2 separate regions of the Gossypium hirsutum genome follow, and region 1 is linked to region 2. Evidence: chromatin contacts called from public Hi-C data. All regions are on one chromosome and are shown on one strand. Each heading gives the region's core, a stretch centred on a gene start, on an enhancer-like site or on the middle of the called end of the contact. The rest is flanking DNA. Distances are from core to core; before and after follow the strand shown.

What was found. A called contact is a pair of places that touch in the nucleus more often than the background predicts.
Region 1: a contact with region 2 is called in a Hi-C map of leaf, with 1.7 times the contacts expected there. The contact joins the promoter of LOC107941344 here to the promoter of LOC107939031 in region 2. A contact is called at or near these places in 2 of 34 Hi-C or Micro-C datasets (both in leaf).

Annotation. Positions count from the first base shown.
Region 1 is chrD09:2,270,673-2,277,365 of Gossypium_hirsutum_v2.1, reverse strand. It overlaps LOC107941344 (nuclear transport factor 2), which reads right to left and starts at 3,323. Exons shown (of 9, transcript XM_016874899.2): 1 at 3,134-3,323; 2 at 2,191-2,376; 3 at 532-826; 4 at 210-448; 5 at 1-129. The coding sequence starts at 2,376.
Region 2 is chrD09:1,994,338-2,001,406 of Gossypium_hirsutum_v2.1, reverse strand. It overlaps LOC107939031 (WD repeat-containing protein 26 homolog), which reads left to right and starts at 4,181. Exons shown (of 6, transcript XM_016872317.2): 1 at 4,181-4,458; 2 at 6,929-7,069. The coding sequence starts at 7,018.

The DNA of each region.
Region 1 (6,693 bases), core at 2,074-4,573, 280 kb before region 2:
AGAAGCTTCCGGTGTAGCAGGTGCTGCAGAAATAGGAGGCTGCTTCTCAGTTTTCTTGGGTGTCACTTTTGTAGTATTAGAAGGTAAATAGACTCTTATTGGCCCCGGACTTCCTTTTGGTACTTTTACCTGCAACAATAATTGTTAAACTTAAACAAACGAATGGATGCAAATTCCGATAAATGGAACATATCCACTTATAAACTCACAATTGATGCATAGGATTTCTTTGCAGAATCCTCTTGGGCTGAAGAAGAAGCCGATTCAACAACTACAGTAATATCATCACCGTTTGAATTAGACTGGGGTTTCACAACCGCCTTGTCTTCATCGACCAACTGTTTTTCCTGGTCTGAAGGCTCATAAACTTTCTCAGCAACATTTTGATTCTCTTCCACAAGGGCAGTAGCTGGATCCGGTGCAGAAGGCTCCAAAACTTGAGTAAGCTCTGGAACAAAATTAAACGAATAATGAAAACAAATATTGATTTAAACATAAGGAAAATAAAATAAGAAAACAATGTCACTTTACCAGGTTCAGGTGTTGGAGGCACTCTAGGAGCATCATTAACACCATTAACTTTATGCTTCTCTAAGGGTTCGCTGTCTCCGACATACCTAAGTACATCATTTAGAACAAAGTACCCATTGTCTTGGGGAGCAAGGAAAAAGGATTGCGCAAATTTTCTCTTCATGTTATCCTTGCCCGTTAGACACCCAGTTACTAATATAGTTACTCCTTCCTGATAAGATTTCTGAGCATCAGCGGTATTAATCTCAGCCTTATGATTTGTGTAATCGAAGGAAAGAATCTTCTCATTAATACCCTGCTCAAGAAAAAAATAATATTGGAGTTTCTTTGCTCTGTAAGATACTGATAGCAATTATACCACAAGAAAATTACACATTGTTTGTTTACCAGTTAATGAGCAAGGTCATAAATCAGAGAAGAGTCTTATGAAACCAGAAAATCAACACATTTTTCAGTACATAATTCATAAACTCTAACTTACAATCAGCAACAAATTATTGACAAAAAGCTAATGACCCAAGCACAAATGTTCAACTGTGGGATTATTTAATCCATAAACATCGTACAAAAAATCATCCCTATAAAATAATACTATTGGAATAAGAACAAAATATGATTTTAAAGAGGTTGTTTAATTATCAATAATGGATAAATTATTCACTTATCGATAAATGATTTTTTTTAATAAATATAGAACCTTTGTTTACAATACTTATATGTGTATATCATTATATTTTACTAAGATTGATGAATGACATGTAAAAGAAAAACACTAGATATATAATGTTGACTATCTGTTACACATGAAAGAATGTACCGAATTTGGTGTCTACATTGCAAGAGTTTAAAGATGTTCAGTTTGTTTAAGTTACAAAGAAAAAACAAACCTTAGATGCATATTTTGAGAAAGAGCTTAAATGAGAAAAACAGAAGTTGTTAATTATATAACGTTATGTATTTTCTTTTCGGGATTAGTAATTTTTAAAGAATTATATAAATTATTAGCTTATGCAGGTAAAAGTACCATGGAGGCCCTTGCACTAGGAGTCAGATTACATTTTACCCCTTCACTCAAAAAATGGACAAATTAGTCCATATAGGTTAAGCAAATTGGTCTTCTGTTAAAAACTTTGTCCATTTCTAGTGTTAAAAACTGGTCCCTGCATGTTAGCACGAGGTACAGATGGCACGCCATGTGTAACCGTCTGATTATTCCATCAGCTAAGCTAGTTTCTAACAGTAGAAATGGATGAAATTTTTAACAGAAAGGACCAGTTTGCTCTTTGAACTAAGATACAAGGACTAACTTGCCCCTTTTTTTTAGTAAAGGGGGCAAAATACAATCTAACTCCTAGTACAAAGGCCTCCATAGTACTTTTACCACTTATGCATTAACAAGGTTATTATTAATACACTCGATATTATTAATTTTATTGATTAACGGATATTGTTAATTTACCAGACATTCATTTATCGAGGTTTACTATCAATGCGGTAGCTAAGAAAAGACCATTTACAGAAGCAAAAGCATACTGTATAAAGAATCGAGCAAGTTACAAAGAACTTAAAACATGTTACAGATGCAATGTTTACTGTTTAAAGATGAACCGACTAAAACATCAAACATTGAGAAGCAATACAACAATCCAATGAGCTTACTTGCATGGTTGTCACCGATGTCATCACACCACTGGAATCCGGGCGGCTAATCACACTTGAATCATGATAGAATCTATGAGCCAATTCAGGAGAGTTGTAAAGAATGTGGTAATACTGTTCAACGAAAGCATTTCCAACAACTTGGGCACTCGGAGTAGCCGGTCGAGTTGCTGTTTCCAATGCCATCTGCTAGAAGAAAACACCACAAATAAACCATCAACATAAACATATCTTCAAGCTTAAATGAAAAAAAAAAAATTGCCTCTTAAACTACAAAATCTAGGTTATATAACCTATATTAATGAATGCTGAAATAACAGAAGAGAAAAAATCAAATTAAAAGGCATTGCCATTACAAAATTGCTAAAAAAAAAGGCAAAACATCAACAATTGTTTTTAAAACTTTAAAGTATAGTGAACAATACAATTAAAAGGTCTTAATTTACACTATTTTCCTGCATTCTATAGGAACACCGTACTAATATTCTCACGAAAACCCTAAAATCAAAAGCATTAAGCCAAGATTCATCTATAAAAAGAAATAAAAATAAAACAAAAGTAGATCTTTCCTTGGATCCAACCAGCAAATAGCTCAAAAAAGAACTAAACCCTAAAAACAAAAAAAAGATAAATACCCATTGAGGGAAAGAAGCAGCTTATAATGTGTTAACCAACATTTTTAGGCAACATTAAAGGTATAAATGAAAAAAAAAATCAAAACCCCATAACTAAAACACAGGTTTTTAATTAAAAATAAATAAAATTTTTACAAGGACTGATCAAAGAAATAAGTATTGAATAAAAAATCCAGCAAACTTTAACAAATATCACAACTAAAACCGAAAGAAAAAAAAATATTTTTCTTTGAATATTAGAGAAAGGATAGGAAAAGTAAAAAATTTATGGAAAAACAAAGATCGGAGAAAAAGGAATAAAAGGGTACCTGGAAAAAAGGAAATGCTGAAGGTTTAAAGAAACTATGAGAGTCTTTTTGAAGGTTTGGTGGCACTCTGGGTTTTAGTTGCAGGCAGAAAATACAAAGGGAAAAAATGGAGAAGAAAAATAAGGGAAGGGCTGAAGCGAGAAGTGAAAGCTACCTATGAACTGTGAAAGGTATTTTACGTCAGGTTCTATCTATACGGTTTGCGTGGTTTTCTGATTAGGTTTTTATTTTTAATTAATTTAAAATTAATTATCTCGTAATGAGTAATTAGGTTTTCTACGTTAGGTGTTTTTTATTGGTTAAATTCTAGTTTTAGTCCCTCTGCTATATTTAAATTTGAAATTTAATATCTATACTTAATTTGGCAATTATCCTCTATTTCTATAACGTCATTATTCAGTCTAAATAGGATAAAAGTATTATAGAGTCCTTTGTACTAAGAGTTTGATTGCATTTTACCCCTTCTACACAAAAATGGGCAAATTAGTCCTTATACATTATATTAAAGAGCAATCGATCTTTTTGTTAAAAATTTCATCCATTTTTACTGTTAAAAATTGGTCATTATATGTCAGCATAAAGTACACTTAACATGTCAAGTGTAACTGTCTAATTATTTTGTCAATCATGTCAAATTTTAACAATAGAAATGTATGAAATTTTTAACAGAAATGGATGAAATTTTTAACAAAAATGATCAGTTTGCTCCTTGATCTAACTTACAGGGATTAGTTTACTGATAATATGTTAATTTTGCATGCTTTTTGTGCCTAAATTGGTTAATTCTTGAATTGGTCCCAACTAAATTAGTGGTTTTATGTTTTAATCCTGTCAAGAATGCAATTGGGATGTTATAAGTCAAAAAATGAGCAGAAAATGACTAATTTGCAGCACAATCAATAAAATGGGGGCCGAATTAGAAACTTAAAAATAGTCAAGGACTCATCATATTTCTTTTGACTTTGTAAAATCTAAAATTAGAAGAAAATCTGATTTTATTTTTATTTAATTTTAATTATGTATAGTGGTTAATTAAACCAAATTTAGTAAATTATATGTATATAAATAGCGCTTTTGTGGTAGCGTGAAAATACACTTGATTTCGCTTGAAATTAAATAAGAATTATTCTTTTCCTTCCAATTTCATGGTATGTAGCATACTGCTACTCCATTTTCATTTCATTATTTCTTGCAAAATTTGTTTAATTGCTTTCCAAGTTCCTCTCTTTCCCAAATTCCACCATTTTCATTCAAATCCATTCCATAGTCAACCAAAGTATGATTAAATTCATGCTTCACTAAATACTAACTTAGCTTTAGGCTGGTATTCTTTCTGATCAAGAATTGTGAGATACGTATCCGTACTAAAAATTCTTCTAATCGGTATTAACTATTTTTCCTAAGTATCGGGTTTTAGGGTTGGGTTGGAGTCGTGTTTGCGGACAGTTGGGGAAACGAGTAGGCCTTGCTGTATTCGGATCTCCGAGAACAAATCAATGGAGAAGTGATCGGGTTTAAACGTCCTGCGCGGTTGAGGCCGTTAATCCGAGTTGGGTTCTTCAGAACGCAAGGCTACCGGAATCTTGAATCGGGAACGTGCGTATCTCGGTTAGATAATCAGTAAGGGTTGGTTTGCAGGTCATATCGGGACCAGCTACGAGAGGAAAAATTGGCGGTTAGGACGTTTTTAACTACTATAACCAACTTATTGTTTGGAAGAGAAAATTAATTTTCAAGGATCGATTCAAAATCCTAAATCTACCGAGTTTAGGGCTAAGGCTTATTATCTCTGTTTACAAAATCCAAATTTATTTCCCAATTTAATTTTATTTCCAATTTATTTAATTTTTTATTTATGTTGTCTCAATTATTTAATTTCTAAACATTTCAAAACTCCCCTGATTTATTTGTTTATTGTCCAGCAGATCCGTTTGGAGTCGTTGGCACGACTATTGCCACGAGTATCGACACGATAGAAATTCTGATCACAAGTTAAACGCGAAAGTTTATTATAATACCAATCACTGTGGACTCGACCCTACCACCACTCTTTAGTACTATTTAGAGTTATTTTAATTGTAGAAGTTATTTTTGTGGGTTTCAACACCCATCATTTACCTATTTTTTGAGTAAAAATAATATTGTTAATAGTTTTGAATAAAATGTAATCAGTGAATTTTCCTTAAAACACCTTTTCAACATGAAAAGAAATTACTAGCAAAAAAAAAATCTATGTTAGCATTGTGAGCATTTTAAGGAATATCAAATTAGGTCAAATTAAAATATAAAAGACATAGTATAGAAATTATAATTATAATTTAGCAAAATTTTATTATTGGGAATAATCACTACACCAAAACAGGTCTTTAGCGGCGTTTTTTAGGCCTTTAGCGGCGCTTAGAAAAAAAACGCCTCTAAAGACCATGTTCTTTAGCGGCGCTTAGATAAAAACGCCGCTAAAGAACATGAAAAATAGTGGCGTTTTTTTTAAAACCCCGCTAAAGAACATGTTCTTTAGCGGCGTTTTTATACAAAAACGCCACTATTTTGGGATTTTTTTATATTAAAATTTTCATTTTTTCAGCCCTCCTGTAGTAACAAATCAAAAGCAACCAGATTTACACCAGTCAAAAGCAATAAATTTATATAATATTTCAAATTAAACGAATAAAATAATATTAATATCAATAAATAAAAGTGAATTCATAATATTTTTGCAAAAATGTTAAATGTTAAAATGATAAAAATATTTATGTCATACACTATGAAGGCGAAAGTTGCGACTGAAACATCTTCATCACAGTCTGAAGCTGTTGCTGGAGTTTGTCGTACTTTTTGGTCTGCTCTGCTTCCCTCGCTGCGGCCTCTGCTTCCCTCGCTGCCGCCTCTGCTTTAAGTTGTAGCTGGAGTTTTTCATATTTCCTTTGAACCTCAATTGTGGTTGCTTGCATCTCAGCCATCTGGTCTTTCAACCTCTGAACTTCAGCTTGAGCCTGACTCCCCGAAGCCATGTATTGGTGGGAGCTGGATCCAAAATATTGGGTTGGGCTAACAAAAGATCCTTGAAATCGAACCCGACCATACCTTTTAGGACCCAAAACTTCAGTAATAATCCGGTTATCAATGTCTTCAAGAAAAACAGAACTATCACTAGAAGCAATCGCTTCGTACTCCGCCTTTTTATCCTTTAGTTTTTCCTAATAAATAAATCACATAGTTAGGAACGCAATATTATATATTAAAAAACATATGCAACATAACAATAGTCGCATTACAAGCAATAAATTAAACCATTAGAAAATAAACACTAAAAATAACTAAAATAAGTCAAATCGTATTAAGTAAACGTACAATTATTTCACCAGCTTCAGGAGTCATGGGAGATCCATCTTTCTTCCTATGTGTAATTTCAAAAAGTTGAAGGCGTCCAACTTTTTGACCAGACGACAGTTCCTACAATATAGTAGTATAAATATTATTTAATAGAAAGTTATACATATTTGACAATATTAAAAAAATTAAAAATACCTCCGCCTCAGCTACACATGCAAAACTTCTCG
Region 2 (7,069 bases), core at 2,932-5,431:
GCAAGTATCGATACTCGTGGTTGCAGGTGAATTAGATGCACTGGTTATTTCACCCCTAACGACTCTATTAATTTCTTCAACAACCACAACAGTTGGAAATCAATTAGGGGGTATAAATATCATCTTTCAAAGGGTCTACAACAACAAGAGAGAGCGTCAAGCTTAAAGATGAACCAAAAACAGCCTTGTGCTTTCAATTCTCAACAATTTCCTTTATACACACTTGTGAGCTTTCATTGTATTCATTCAGCTCAAGTGTTTCTCTTTGTATTAGTGTTTCATTTGCAAACATTCTGATATTATAAGTGTTATTTCTTAGTTTGCTTAATTGTTATTCTCTTTGAGAGGGTTTTGTCTTAAAGTTCAGGTAAAAACCTTAAGGGAGTTTGTAAGGTTAAACATTGCCCTCAAAGGTTGTCAAATTAATGAATTTTAGAAAATCCTTAATTGTGGAAAGGTAAGGTAGTGGATTAGGTAATTAGGGTCAAACCACTATATATCGTCATGCTCTTGTTTCTATTTAATCTCTTAGCTACCACAAATTTTTTAAATAGGCCAATTCACCCCCTCTTGGCATTTCGAGTTGATTAATTAAGCTAACAGTATTGAGGGCCTTTTTCATCGCATTCAACTTAAAACTAAGAGCTTCTGCCACATAGTCCCTGAACTGCTCTTTCATCGAGTCCAACTTATCGATGCGTCCCTTAACTACCTCAAGTGTTTCCTTCACACCATCCATGGATTCCTGACCACTCAACTTTCCAAAGCCGGCAACATATCCCTCGATCTACTATTTTTCTTGTCTGTCCCATAGGCATCCCTAGGTTCAATTGCTCGCCTACTTCTTCTGTCATCTCAACCGACACCTTCGAACCTTAACTTTGATACCAACTGTCACGAGTCCAGAACTTAAGTCTAGAAAACCGCGTGGCCTTAGGCGATACCTTTGCTTCAAATCTACCTAAGTCAGCCTAACTCTCAAAAAAGTGAGAATTCTCACGAAAATTCTCTAAGGCACCTAAGTAAAGTGGAAGTAAACTCTCAAAAAACAAAAGAGCTCAAATCAAATAGAAAAGCCACAGCAAAGCTAAGCACACCAAATGTTTGAGTAAATGCTCTCAAATATTTTTAATAACTTTGAATGTGATGATTACAAATGAGGGGGAATGCCTCTATATATAGCTGAGCTCCCCCGGATCCAACGATATAATTTAAATTACATCAATGATCAAGATTAATGCCTATCTACAAGATGAGAGTCCTAAAGTGTTTAAACTCTATACAATTTTATCTCTTAGGATTACAAATATTAACCATTGTAACTTTAGTTTTACTGGAGTGTTCCACTGGGTCACCAAGGCTTCAAGTAGATGGGTTTCTCCATGTGTTCCACAAATCGAGCTAGTTCAAGTGGATTAAATGAGCCCCATTTGGTCAAATAACCTCTATGGAACAGTTTGTGTGCATTCATCATAGACTTTGTATTGGATCTAATGCCCTAAGTGTAGCATATTTGTTTGCAAACTTGTAAGTTTTTCAAACAAATTGGTTAATAAAACAAATTCATAGATTAAATTAATATACTTTGTATGATTGTCCTTATATGGGTTTTGCACGCAAAGCAAAATGGAAGAAAATGTTGCTCATTGGTTGTCTAATGTTTAAACTAATACTAAGCGGTATTACGTGGTCAGATCGTAATACAAAAAGACATCTTATATTAGTAGATGAACCTAAACGTGTCATTAGTCTAATCGAAAATGAACAAACCTATTAAAAGACTAATATGTCGTCTATCAAGTCTAACTGGAGAGATGATTTGTCTTGAGCATCAGAATGGACTACTCTCAGAAGATAGAGACATATATGTGACTGACTGGACTAACAGTACACCAAACAGGACACAAGAATAATATATCTTGAATCCGTTTATGGATTTATTTACTTGTGACGTTCAGAGTGTGGCATACCTAAATCTTGAGTGGATGACAGATTATGTATGTGTGACTTGCACACTTTTATGTAAGTAAAAGCTAGAGTTCGAATAGATAAGGAATCGAAAGTTGGTGCATTGCTTATACGACTTCTACAGTATGTAGCGTCATTCACAACAGTGAAATTCATAGCTTGAGACATGGGTAAATGATATCCTCTCATTGGCATTACATGGTTGATGAAAAGTAAACGTGGCCAGAGGTCGTTCGTCTTTATGATGGATGACTTGATCACTATTTGATAGTAATTGGCTTTTTATGAAGGAAGATGTAATGGTTACTATGAGATAAAATAGCATCATAATGGGAGACCGAATATTATCCCAAAGAGATTAATGATATCCTATAAGGGTAATACACTTATGACAAGGTCATTGGAGGAGTACTAATCGAGTTGCTTTTGTAATAGTATGTCGTTGGGGAGAGCTTAGTTACGATACTATAGTGGAATAACTTCGTGACTAAATGAGTTTATAATTAATAGGCGAAAAGATGGAACTTAATTATAAATGATTTAACCTCAATTGCATATGTCTAATCGGTCCCTCTGCTAGCTTGTTAAAACCATAAATGAATTGCATATTGAATCAAAATGAATAAAATGAATAGAAATAGAGAAATGTAAAACATTCAAGAAATGGTTATGGTTTTCTCCAAAATGAAAATGGAGAAAATGGAATCATTTAGGAATGAATGTGGTTTTCTCAAAATAAAATGGAAATAGAAATGGAAATGAAAATGAAAATGAGAAATGAATTCATTTAGAAATTAACAAAGAATTCTAAAAAATGATTGGAAGATTGAGTTTATGTTTTTGAGCTATTTTAAAGCCCGAAAAATAAAAATAAATCATACGGTCATAGTGAACAAGTTAAATGATAAAATATTAAATATATTTTCTCATAAATTTTATCAAAGGTAAAATCGTCAGGTGAAATTATGATGAAAATTACTTAAATATAAATATTGAAATTTATTTTGGGAAATAGAAAAATAGAATCAAGTTGAATCAGATTACAAAGTACTAGGTCGAAAAGTCTGGGAAGTACTCGTAATTGGACCCAATGTGAGAGTGATCCAAAATCCCCTCATGGAATATGAAGGGGCAGCAACCTTAGTAGGAATTCTAGGGGTATGCCGCCAACCCTAATCCTACTTTAAGTAGAGAGTGTTTTTCTATTTCAAATAAACTTCTTTAATTCAACAATGGTCCTACCTTTTCTCCATATAAATAGATGTCAATGATAGGACTATTTACAAAATTTTAAAATATTGTGATTTTGTTCGAAAATAAAGGGACTTTTAATCTCTAAGAATTAAATATATTTTCCGGAATAACGATTCTACCGGTTTTTATTTGAGAAGAGAATTTTCGTTTTCACCCAAAAAGAAAAAAAATTATTTCTAGTTTATGTGTTTGATTCAATTTGATCAAACCCACACTCGAGGCAATTCGTGGTACAAGAATAGTGGAGAAGACCATTTGGTTGAAAGCCAGGAACGACAAGGATCCGTCTATCTGGAAACACAAGTACGTTTTCGGTCTAAGGTTTATTGCTATAAATATCACAAACTAGGTTGGTTTTCAAAATTTTTATTTTCTGTTGTGCAAGAAAACCCTTTTCAAATTGATTTTTTCCAACACTTTGATCCGCGACCCGTGACACTTGTACTAGAAGTTAGATTGCGTTTTGCCCTCTACTAAAAAAAAATAGGTAAATTCGTCCCCGTACATTAAATCAAAAAACAATTGGTCCTTCTATTATAAGTTTCATCCATTTCTACTATTAAAAACTAGTCACCATATGTCAGCATGAGGTATACGAGGCATGTCAAGTGTAACTATCTGGTTATTTCGTACCATGCTAGTTTTTAAAAGTAGAAATAAATGAAAATTTTAACAGTAATGATTAATTTACTTTTTAATCTAACATGTAAAGATTAATTTACTTATTTTTAAATAAATATAAAAAAATACAAATTGACTCTTAGTAGCATGCTAATACTTTTACCCGTCCCAAAATAATAATAAAAACATTCATTATACAAAAGATATAGCAAAGTAATCATCACATAAGACCATTGATTTTGCTACGAGCCCAATCTATCATCAAGGCTTCGGTGATCATGTACGGCCTGGATTTGAAACTGCTCAAAAAGCCCCATTTCCTCAAGCTAATAGCTCAATTCTTAAAGGCACAAAGCCATCCTCTCACGCTCTTTATAGCCCCCATTTGAGGTGGTTTCCTCCACGCAAAGGAAAAAACAAGGGAAAAAAGCTCTTAAAATCTCGTGCTCTACCCCTTTGCAAAGGTACCAAACGCTTACCTTTCTTGCCCTTGGGTGCGGTTACCCCTTTAGACTTTTTCATCTGATTTGAATCCCTTATACCTTTTTTTTTCTTTCGATTTATTTCCTCTGTTTGTTGCATAAAATCAAGTGGTTGCCGACAAATAAGAACAGGGTAATCGTTTTTGTTCCTAATCATTATATTTTCCAGTTCTTTCACGGTTCTTGATTAGTTGGTTTCTCAATCCGATTTTTTCTGATCTGAATCGGCTTGTTTGTTCACAATCCCTTTGTGGGTATTCCAGATTTTTCTTTCTTGCTGCTGATTTTGTGCTGATTTACCTTGCAATCTTTTTTTTTTTTTTTGCTGGTCTTGGGTAAGGTTTGGTTTAGAGCTAATTGGTTAGTAGCTTTTGTTTTTTTAAACTATATTTTTATGTTATAAGTTTTATCTGCTAAGCTTTTGTTTTTTCTTAAACTATATTTCTATGTTATTAGTTTTATCTGCTTGGTACTTAGAGACTACATTTTTTATTGTATTTCTGATGTGGGTTTTGCATAATTTCTGCTAAGAACTTGATTTTACTCAAATTTGGATCTCAAACCATTTTATTTCTTCGCTCTGCGTGTTACTGCTGGTGAAAAGGGCCTTCCTTTTTTTTTCTTTTGTTATAATCATCTTATTTTTAATGTAATTTGTATTGCTTGAACTTCATCATTTATAGATATTGCGGCAGCCTGATTCCTCCAATAAATTATAAATGCAGGTTTCATTACTTAATTACATGTTATAACCAACTCAGCATTTGACTTTAGACCTTTAAGCTGACAGCTAGGTTTTTGAAATCTGCAATCTTCTCAGGGTTGCACATTGATATTAAGAATTGTTTTTGCTCAATTTTCGTCACCATCCTAGCAAAACAAACCTTATTCTTTGTCAGTCCTTTATGCTTATGTCTACGTTCCGCTTTTCATTTTGACTCTAGTTTGATGCAAATGTATAACAACTAATTGATTTAAAGATGTATATAATGTTAACTTTACTCTAATTGTCTAAGTCATGATTGAAGTTTCCCAATTTTGCCACAATTTGTTAACAATTTGCACTTGTGCAGCTTTGTGAACTAAAGTAGCAAAGGTGGTACTCCCAAACTCCCAATTGCTTCTAGTTTATAGTTGGCCACAGGATTATAAACATCAATCTTTTTATCACAAAGAAAATTTTCAAAAACAACAAAGTTTGATGTCAGATTGTGTTAGCAAATCATGATAATAGCAGTAGAATTGCTTCAAATATGACTAATTTGGAAGCAATGTTTCTGCAATTTGGAAGAATAGTATGGTAAGAACAATCTCTGAATGATATATTGGTACTGTATGTACCTTTTGTTTCCTTTAGGATACAAATACGTTGAGGTTAAGTTCTTATATTGGTTTTCTTTTTTATATTTATACCATATTTAGTTATGTCAAATTAATGGAATCTTCCTCTTTTCTTTTTTCCACATCCAATGCAAATTATTGGGGCTAAAGTCATGTTTGTAGCTAGAATGATGTATTATTTTTCTTATTTATATGTAGGATCTTCAGTTATATTAAATTAATAAATTGTTCGAAGAAGGTAAGGGAAGCTCAGTGATCTTTGTAATTTGCCTTACAGGTGCAAAGTTCACCTGAATTTGATTTTTGGCTGTAATTTCAACTTTGAGATCGTACAATTTACATTGGATCCCTTAGGCTAACTAATTAGTGGACTTATCCATTGTACCTTTTGTGGGCTATACGATATCCATTGCTGTACAGTGTAAATATTTTTATTCTAGACAGACAACTATGTTACCATTGTGTTATATCTTAGGAGGTAAACCACAAGTGATGTGATCAGCTGCAATTATGTACATCCTATGGGTCGAGTCAGTTGTTGGGGTATTTACGTAATGTTGATTGGATTTGACTGTTACGTTTTAAATAATGGCTGGAAATGTAAACTGTGCAATATTAGGGGGATGATGCCTTAATCAAAATAGATTTTTGTTTTTTCTCCTAGCTAGAAACTTAAGTTCCTATGACTATTTTTCTTTGTGAAAGAAGCTTATATTGAACTTATTATTATTATGAGTTAGCTATAACCTCATATGATAACTGGTCTCTACAGATGAAGGTTCTTTCAAAGTTATTAAGATTAACCGAAGTGCCCTATGGATGCCATTTAGGCTCTGGCCTGAATCTTTTCTATTATTTTCTCTCATTTTTTTGGGGCCTCGCTGCCTTTTCCCTTATACCCCTGTTCTTTGAATCTAAATCTTTCTCTTTGCGGTAGAAATTCTGTGTTTGCATTGTGATGATTGACTCAAAAGCATTGTAGTATGATGGCATTTTTAACTATCAAGAGGATCAAGGTTTTATGAACTTTCATGTGGGAAAGAAATGATATTTAGATATAAAAAATAAAAAAGGTTTGTACATGCACCTTTTATGAGGGATAACTAAATCGATTACTTTCAGGAAATAAGATGTAACCTTCTCATAATTTTGAATTCTTTTTCTCTCACATTGATAATCCTTGAATTTTTCTGTACTTCTATCTCTTTCTTATGGCCAACTTTAAGAGCCTACTACATCCCCTTTTTGACCATTTTATGCAGGGGCTTGCTCCTAGTGATTCATAGAGGCATTTACTTATCCATATTGGCATTTCTGTACCACTTAATATATGGGCTGAGGTGCACATTTCATGGGAGGTGTAGAGGATGATGAACCAGCCTCAAAACGTATGAAACTATCCT